Regions from separate parts of the Macaca mulatta genome. Here region 2 is linked to region 1. A link is a contact called in public Hi-C data. All regions are on one chromosome and are shown on one strand. Each heading gives the region's core, a stretch centred on a gene start, on an enhancer-like site or on the middle of the called end of the contact. The rest is flanking DNA. Distances are from core to core; before and after follow the strand shown. Region 1 overlaps SLC2A13 (solute carrier family 2 member 13). Region 2 holds the start of SLC2A13 (solute carrier family 2 member 13).

Region 1 (3,992 bases), core at 1,020-3,519:
GTTTTCTGGCAGAATAAATTCAAGAAAGAGGAGCTTTGCTGTCAAAAGTATAGTCATGTAAACTTTTATTATTTGGTCTATGCCTTTCTATGAAAAATGCTTTCTCAGGATGCCAGCATATATTTAGGTCTTCATATATTTAAGTGTTCTCTAGAATCAGTAAACACGAGGAAATATTTATTCTGCTCATATTTATTATGTCATGAAGATGAGTTTATGAATTTATGGAAAAATTTTAATTGCCAAATGGGATCCAGCTGAATATACTAAATATATATCCAGTTTAAAATGCCAGTGCGTTTCCTTTCCAAAAAAATAAATATTTCAAATGCCTTAAGTAGTGATTAGGAGAGAGAAAAGTTTTATGAAGATAATAAAAGCATTAGATAAATACTATGAACTAAAATCAAATACCAATTCAGCATGTTCAGAAGAGACGGGAATAGATTTTTATAATGTTTCATCATATTCATCATTCATCTACAAAATTTATCCATTTATTTATTCACTTGACAAACACTTTTTGGTGCTTACCAGGTGAACAGGATGCCTTGGGAGGAACTGGGAATGTGACAATGAACAAGGCACAGTCCTGGCCCTCCAGGGATTTATGGTCTAGTAGAGGGAGCTAGGGGCAGACAAACCTGTTCTTACGAAGAGGAATGATAAGTGCCCAGAGCACGGAATAAAGTGAGATTGCGGGGAGATCAGAGAAGGTCTTCTGGGAGAATGGTCTAAGCAGCAGGCATTCCATCTCTACCACAGAGACTTATGAGATTAGAATGAAACCTCACACTTCATCATGAATAATCCTACTGCAACCTATAAAGTCATGTGAACAATGCAGAAATCTTTTTTCTAAAAAGCAAAGTCTTTTCACTTTAGTACAAATGGATTCGAAGTAGCTCCCCGAAGTATTTTCCTGACTCAACCACTAAGCACTATTGTTTTTCATTTTGAATTATGGCCTCCATACATTTGCATTTGAAAACGTCTGTCACATTTACACTTTTGCAAGTGGTAAGTGCTGGTCTCAGAGGACAATGAAATGCACATGCACTGGCCTGAGCAGCACAGGTGATACAGTGGAAGGCATGGCCACAGCACAGAATACTGTTAAGCATTTGGGGAAGCTACTTTCAGCCCTATGCAGATTCTGCTCTTGGACTTGACGCTATGCCTGTCACAGGATATCTCATTGGTCCTAGACTCCCTGCCTATATCTTTTTACCATTTTCTGTTTTTTAGGTTTCTGTGAAACTAAAAGCTATGGTGTAAAGACTTCCACCTGGGGAGAGAGCTGGGTTGGGAGAGGGGTTGGGTGACAGCCCTAAGCACTGCAGGACAAGAAGCAATGCTTCTTAGGATAGGAGAATCCCTCTTTTCTTTTCCAGACACATTTCCAATGCCTTTGGAGGACAAGAAAACCACATGGAGATACTTATAACAGCAACATATAACCACATAGTCTCAATCACAAATGATATTCACAAATGATATTATAGTATATCTAAAAATAGAGTAATAAAATAAAAACAAAACTATGTTGGAAAAAATATTATCTTACCATAGTATGTAAGATATTCTGCTGTGTGTAAAAATGTTAGTGAAACCAGAACATTGAAAATCCAGTTTATTCCAGATGAACATGCATTTCCTGTACTTCTTGCCCAAAGGGGATATATTTCAGAATTCACAGTCCAAGGCATTGGTCCCATTCCTGAGAAATAAAACATTAAAAACTTCAGTAAAATAGCATGTAAGAAATTTGAAAAATTACAGTTTATGTACTCCAAAAAGAGGCAATTCAATTAATGCAACAGTAATAACAAAGTCTTTGTTTACCAGGTGCAAAGAAAACAAGATATAAAATAAGGCCCAGAAGTGCAGTCCAGGAATATGGAGTAGGGCAGAAATTGTAAGCCCAAAATATGTCTTCTGTTTTGAACTTGGTTTCATTTTCACACCTGAAAAATAATGCAATGTAAGTATTAACTTAATGTTTTAGACTACAGTTGCAGAATTCAATGTGATCATATATATATATGGAAATTCCTTAATGTCTTAAGAAAAATAGTCCAAAATGTTTTTCTTAAAAAATAAGAACTAAATATACAGTATTAGATATGCAAGCTCACACAGGAATTTTAGAGCTAAGTATAATTCAAGAGCAAAACAAAGACACTGTTTTATAACCATTTCACATAAATTAGACATGATTTCCAATTAGTCCCTGGAAGCTGCAGTAATACTTCAGTACCACTGAGAGTCAGTATGTGGCAGTGAAAAGACCATGGAATTTGCAATCAGGACAAGATTCAAATTTCAGAGCCAAATACTTTTCATCTGATAAAATGGGGATAATACTTTGTAGACTATTTTATGGATTAGAAGGGTAACCTGTAAAGGGTGATGGGGTGGATGAGGGAAGCAAATGATTCTATCTGATTCCAAATAGCCCTCTCCCTTCCTGCTGTGTGTTCTTACTTCTCTACCAGTCACTCCCTGATGACCTTGCCTTCTTAATCCATAGTAAAGCAAAGTGTCCTACAGTTTAGATCGATTCTGAAGTTGAACTTCCAATTCTTTACCTTAATTGCACCTGAAGATATTACCAGACTCAAAAACATTCCTATCTGCTATTGTCAATTTAGAGTATTGTCCTGTCTCCTTCAACCTCTATCTTTGAACCTTGTCATCCAAGCCCTATTGTTACAGTATTTATGAACTCATCATAACATTCCACCTGTCTTAGGATTTGGGTGCCTGCTCAGTCTACCTCCTCTCATCCCCTGCCACATTCATTTATTTTTAATTCATTGGTCTCATTTAAAAAAATTATTTTAAGTTCCAGGATACATGCGCAGGATGTGCAGGTTTGTTACATAGGTAAATGTGTGCGGCAGTGGTTTGCTGCACCCATCAACCCATCACCTAGGTATTAAGCCCCATATGCATTATCTATTTATCCTGATGCTCTCCCTCCTCCCAGCCCCCACAGGCCCTAGTGTGCATTGTTCCCTTCTCTGTGTCAATGTGTTCTCATTGTTCAGCTCCCACTTATAAGTGAAAACATGTAGTGTGTGGTTTTCTGTGCTCCGTATAATGCACTGGCCTCATAATTCCTTATTTAATCTCCAGAACTATAGAAAGAGCACTTTATAGTTTCCTTGATTTGGAACTATTTTACTTCAGACTTAGAGCCTTCCTTTTCTGATCACAACCACCACGTTGTTTATCTCCTCATTTCTGATAATCTGTGCTACACCCAGAACTGCCTTTGGATTATCTTTTCAGTATTCATTTACCTCACTGCTCAGCTTACACCATGCCAATACAGGCATAACTTGGAGATATTCTGAGGTCAGTTCCAGACCACTGCAATAAAGTGGGTCACACAAATTTTTTGGTTTCCCACTGCATATAAAAGCTATGTTCCCATGAAAGTGTAGTCTATTAAGTGTTCAATAACATTGTCTAAAAATGTACAAATCTTAATTTTAAAATATTTTATTGCTAAAAAATGCTAACGATCATCTGCACCTTCCATGAGTCATCTTTGTGGTGGAGGGTCTTGCCTCAATGTTGAGGGCTGCTGACTGATTAGGGCAGAAGTTGCTGAAGGCTGGGGTGGCTGTGGCAATTTCTCAAAATAAGACAAGGAAGTTTGTCAAATTGACTGATTTTTCCCTTCACTAAATATTTCTCTGTAGCATGCATTGATGTTTGATAGCATTTTACCCAGATAACTTCTTTCAAAATTGCAGTCAATCCTCTCAAACTGTGCTACTGCTTCGTCAACTAAGTTCATGTGATACTCTAAATCCTTTGATATCATTTCAACAATGTTCATAGCACTTTCACCAGGAGTAGATTCCATCTCAGAAACTACTTTCTTTGTTCCTCCTTTATCCGTTCAAGTTTTATTATGAGATTGCAGCAATTCAGTCACATCTTCAGCCTCCACTTCTACAATCGTTCTCTTGCTGTTT
Region 2 (3,992 bases), core at 435-2,934, 360 kb after region 1:
AACCAGGGTGAAAAAAAATCAATGCCAGGAGAACATTAATGCCTTCATTTTTGAAGTAAATTCCAATCATTTATCTTGCTGGGCATTTATCCACAGGGGGAGTACCTCCTAAATGAATTCAGGAAGTGAATATGACCTTTAATAGATAATTTGGTTCCCAACTGGAAAGCAGGAGAGGCAAAACAAAGAGGAGAATGGATAAAAAAGGATTCAAATGAAAAAGTTAGAAAAACAGAGGAGAATGGAATTCACTTGGGAAAAGAATGAAAGCTGAAAGGCAATAGAAAAAGCATAAAAGCAAAAGGAGATACCATCTAAAGACAAATGCTAGATAAGGAAAGAGGGCAGGGGTAGCTAATAAACCTTTCAGAGTCCGGAATTACTTAATTCTAAATATTATCTCACTGTAACTTGACGACGTTCTAGGTTGCAGGCTGGGAGCCCTAGAAAAGGAAAGGGGTAGCAGTGGGGAGGGAAGGTGGGACAGTGCAGGAAAATAGAGACCCTCGTAAGCTCAAGAAGCATCATCAGGTTAGGCTGGATCAAGGAAAAAGCTGGGGCTCAGCTGGGTTCCTGGAAGTGCTGAGAGGCAACAACTACTCGGACTGACTGGTCCGTGGACGATCAAAGATTGCACGTGGGCTCGAGGGAGACTACAGTGACCCCCCGCCCTCAAACCCCCCACCTCCCGGGAGAGCCTTGGAGGCTGGACCAACAGATGGGCTCTAGAGGCCAGAGAAATGGAGGATTCTCTGACCAGGCGAGACCCGACGAGGACCCCGATGGGCAAGAGGCACGCAACACCCAGGGTCAAGGGCGGTGACACTGGGGTCCCGTGCGCCCTTAGCGGAGCCCGAACTCACCGATGCCGAGTCCCACGACCAGGCGGCCGGCGAGCAGCGTCTCCTTGTTGCTGGCCGCGGCCAGCACCGCGGAGCCGGCGGTGAAGAGGGCACTGGCCAGGAGGATGGCAGCGCGGCGGCCGAAGACGCCGTTGAGGGCGCCTCCGGCCAATGCCGAGACGGCAGCCGCCCCCACCGTGCTGGACACGAGCAGCTCCTGCCACAGCGCGTCCAGACTGAGCTGCCGCTTGAGCAGCAGCATGGCCCCTGACACCACCCCGGTGTCATAGCCAAACAGGAAGCCGCCGAGCGCGGAGAAGACGGCCACCACGTACACGAAGGCGGGGGTCTCGTCCTGCTGGAACTGCCGCCGCGCCGCGCGCTCCAGGTCCCCGACGCCGCCGCCCGCGCCCGCGCTCTGCAGGCTGGTGCTCGACTCGGCGGCCGCCAAGAGGCTGCACTCCCCGGCCGCGCTTGCCGCGTCCGGCTCCTGCTGCTTCCTGCGCCGCTCGCCCATCAGGCTGCTCAGGCTCCGCAGCGTGTACTCCACATTCTCGCTCGCCTTGCGGGACATAGGGCAGGGGCCCGGGGCTGCCCGGGGGGACGCGGCTCCGCGGGCCGGCAGTCTCAGCGAGCTGGACAGCCCGAGCCGGCGGGAGCAACCGCCGCCGCCGCCGCCTTCTTCCTCCCGGCTTCCGCTCCGGCTGCCACGGCAGCAGCCGCCGCCACGGCCGCTCCCGGGAGAAAGTTGCTGCCCGCCGCGCTCCGGCGCTGCGGAGTTGGAGCCCGGCGGGTCTCACTCCACACTCACACCCCGCGCCTGCCGAGCTGGCGCTGCGGAGCGGGCGGGAGGCGGAACCGCGGGTCACGTGCAACCGCGAGCCGGTGGGGCGGGGCACGGAAAGCGTCCCGCCCCCTCCCTGGGCGGAGCCAGGCTCAGCCCGCCCCGCACCCCTAAATCCCGCCCTCCCCGGTGGGTGCGACCTCTGACCTAGGCTCCCTCATTTAGGGCTCTGGCAACTGTATGGAATTAACCCTGCCTTCCGAGCTGCAGCGATGGAGCAAGCCAATTTGGCGATGCCACCAGGCAGTCTGGAAGCCACCCAGAATGTTTGCGCTGTTTGGAGGGTAGGGAGAGAGCACCTAAACCAGCCTGACTGTCCTTCCAGCAGCCTGGAGATAGGGCTGGAAAAACTATCCTAGAATACGACCTAGCAAGTACCCTTCCTTTTATAGTATTGTGACATTACCCAGCGTGGTCTACTTCCCTGGCATTAAATGTATTTGTTCTGGAGCAATTCAGGGCTGCATTCTCCCATTTCTATAGCTAGTTTCCACTCTCATCGCCAGTCCCTCCTCAATGTATGCTTATTTTAAAGGAATGGTACATTTGATTCTTTGAGGACGGAGATAAAATATCTCCTGGGGTGAATCCCAAACCTCCTTCCATGGATCCCTGACCTGTAAAAGAAAATTCACAATATGCATTCCACTCATGTAACGTGTAATTCCCAGTAACAAAGAAAACCCAAGACCCTGATTTGTGATTCGGCAGGCAGTCTCCACCTCCCTGCCCCAACATGATAACCAAAAGGTGGGATATCTTCTCTCCTGAGAATCCCCACTGTTGCCCTCCATGAGGCATTGTTTTAACAGCTTCATTTACTTGAAACAAAGCAAAGATGACATGATTTGCAACTTATTTTTTTAACTGTTGAGTGAATGAACAGTTGTTGGTTCATTTGGGGGTTTCCCCCCCTTTAATTTAAATGTTTTAAAATTACGTTATACAGTTCCGCATCAGGGGCTAAAGATTTTTGTTTTGTTTTGTTTTGTTTTGTTTTTGAGACAGAGTCTTGCTCTGTCTCCCAGGCTGGAGTGCAGTGGCGCTATCTCGGCTCACTGCAGCCTCTGCCTCCCAGATTCAAGCGATTCTCCTGCCTCAGCCTCCCTAGTAGCTGGGACTGCTAAAGATGTTTTGTCCCTCTGATTTGCTTTCATTCTTCAGGCTGAGGGCAAAAAGTCAAGCATCATAGGATTCTATTCCTACAACTCCACCGCTCTTTTATTTCCCTTATTTGAGCAAAAGCTTTCTTAGCCTGGGGCCTATTTTTCATGCAGCTAAAACTGTTCTCCTTTTAGACAAAAGGATTTTGTGATTCCTGTTTCAATAAAAACTTATATTAGAATTTGTCAAAACTGCTTTCATTTTGATTATCAGTCAAGATTATCTCTACAATATAGCACTTTCCTTGCCAGCAACAAGGAAAATAAACTAATGAACCCAAAGGGCTTAACTATTTAAATTTTATCGTCTGGCTTTAAAGCAAGGCTCTACTGTCATTCCCAGGGATCAGTTAAACAGAAAGAGTCTTTAAATCGGCAACAATGAACTCTTTAATATTCAGACCTCGGACAATATTGCAGGTGAGAGCGCGCCTTTTCCGCGGCATACCACGGTACAGTAAAACTGCGCCCCCTGGTGGTGAACCAATTCCCACGGCTTCTGAAGAGAAGGGCTCCGCAGATGAGAAGCATCTGGTACTCTGACAGTTCCCTCTTGCTGAGATGAAATAAACTACTTTTTGTTTCAGTTGGTGTAGTGAACATCTTGGTTCCTGAGCATCCCTTGCTTGAAATTCAGCTTTGGGGTCAAAGAACAAGAAACTACTTAAAAAGTTCTGTTCCGTATTAGGACAGTTACATATCTGCGGTCAGGTTACATTTGAAAAGAAATGTGGCGTGAAAAAAAAAGGCATTGGAGGCCGGGCGCGGTGGCTCACGCCTGTAATCCCAGCACTTTGGGAGGCCGAGGCGGGTGGATCACGAGGTCAGGAGTTCAAGACCAGCCTGTCCAACGTGGTGAAACCCTGACTCTACTAAAAATACAAAAATTAGCCGGGCATGGTGGCAGGCCCCTGTAATCCCAGCTACTCGGGAGGCTGAAGCAGAGTATTGGCTGAACCAGGGAGACAGAGGTTGCAGTGAGCCGAGATCGTGCCACTACACTCCAGCTTTGAGGACATTTGCTTTACAACCTCCAGGAACATGTTCCAAAGCAGTCTAACAATAAAGAAAGGCCAAAAGTCCCTTCTCAATCATCTTTCCCACCATAATAGACCCCTTTCGCCAGAGATAACCACCTCTACC

The links. A called contact is a pair of places that touch in the nucleus more often than the background predicts.
Region 2: a Hi-C map of fetal cortical plate shows a contact between it and region 1, with 2.9 times the contacts expected there. The contact joins the promoter of SLC2A13 here to the enhancer-like site in region 1. A contact is called at or near these places in 3 of 14 Hi-C or Micro-C datasets (fetal cortex germinal zone, fetal cortical plate and liver).

The regions. Positions count from the first base shown.
Region 1 is chr11:46,621,547-46,625,538 of T2T-MMU8v2.0, forward strand. SLC2A13 (solute carrier family 2 member 13) reads right to left here. Exons shown (of 10, transcript XM_001088026.5): 8 at 1,846-1,967; 9 at 1,568-1,720. LOC144332820 (a long non-coding RNA gene) reads left to right here. Exons shown (of 8, transcript XR_013400961.1): 2 at 1,849-1,984. Among named protein-coding and RNA genes, the nearest start is that of REDIC1, 140 kb to the left of the region's middle. Within about 2 kb of position 2,270, at least 1 of the 40 cell types and tissues checked has an H3K27ac peak or open chromatin away from gene starts, as enhancers often do. A contact at or near this core is called in fetal cortical plate, where this site is marked.
Region 2 is chr11:46,979,724-46,983,715 of T2T-MMU8v2.0, forward strand. SLC2A13 (solute carrier family 2 member 13) reads right to left here and starts at 1,685. Exons shown (of 10, transcript XM_001088026.5): 1 at 864-1,685. The coding sequence starts at 1,416.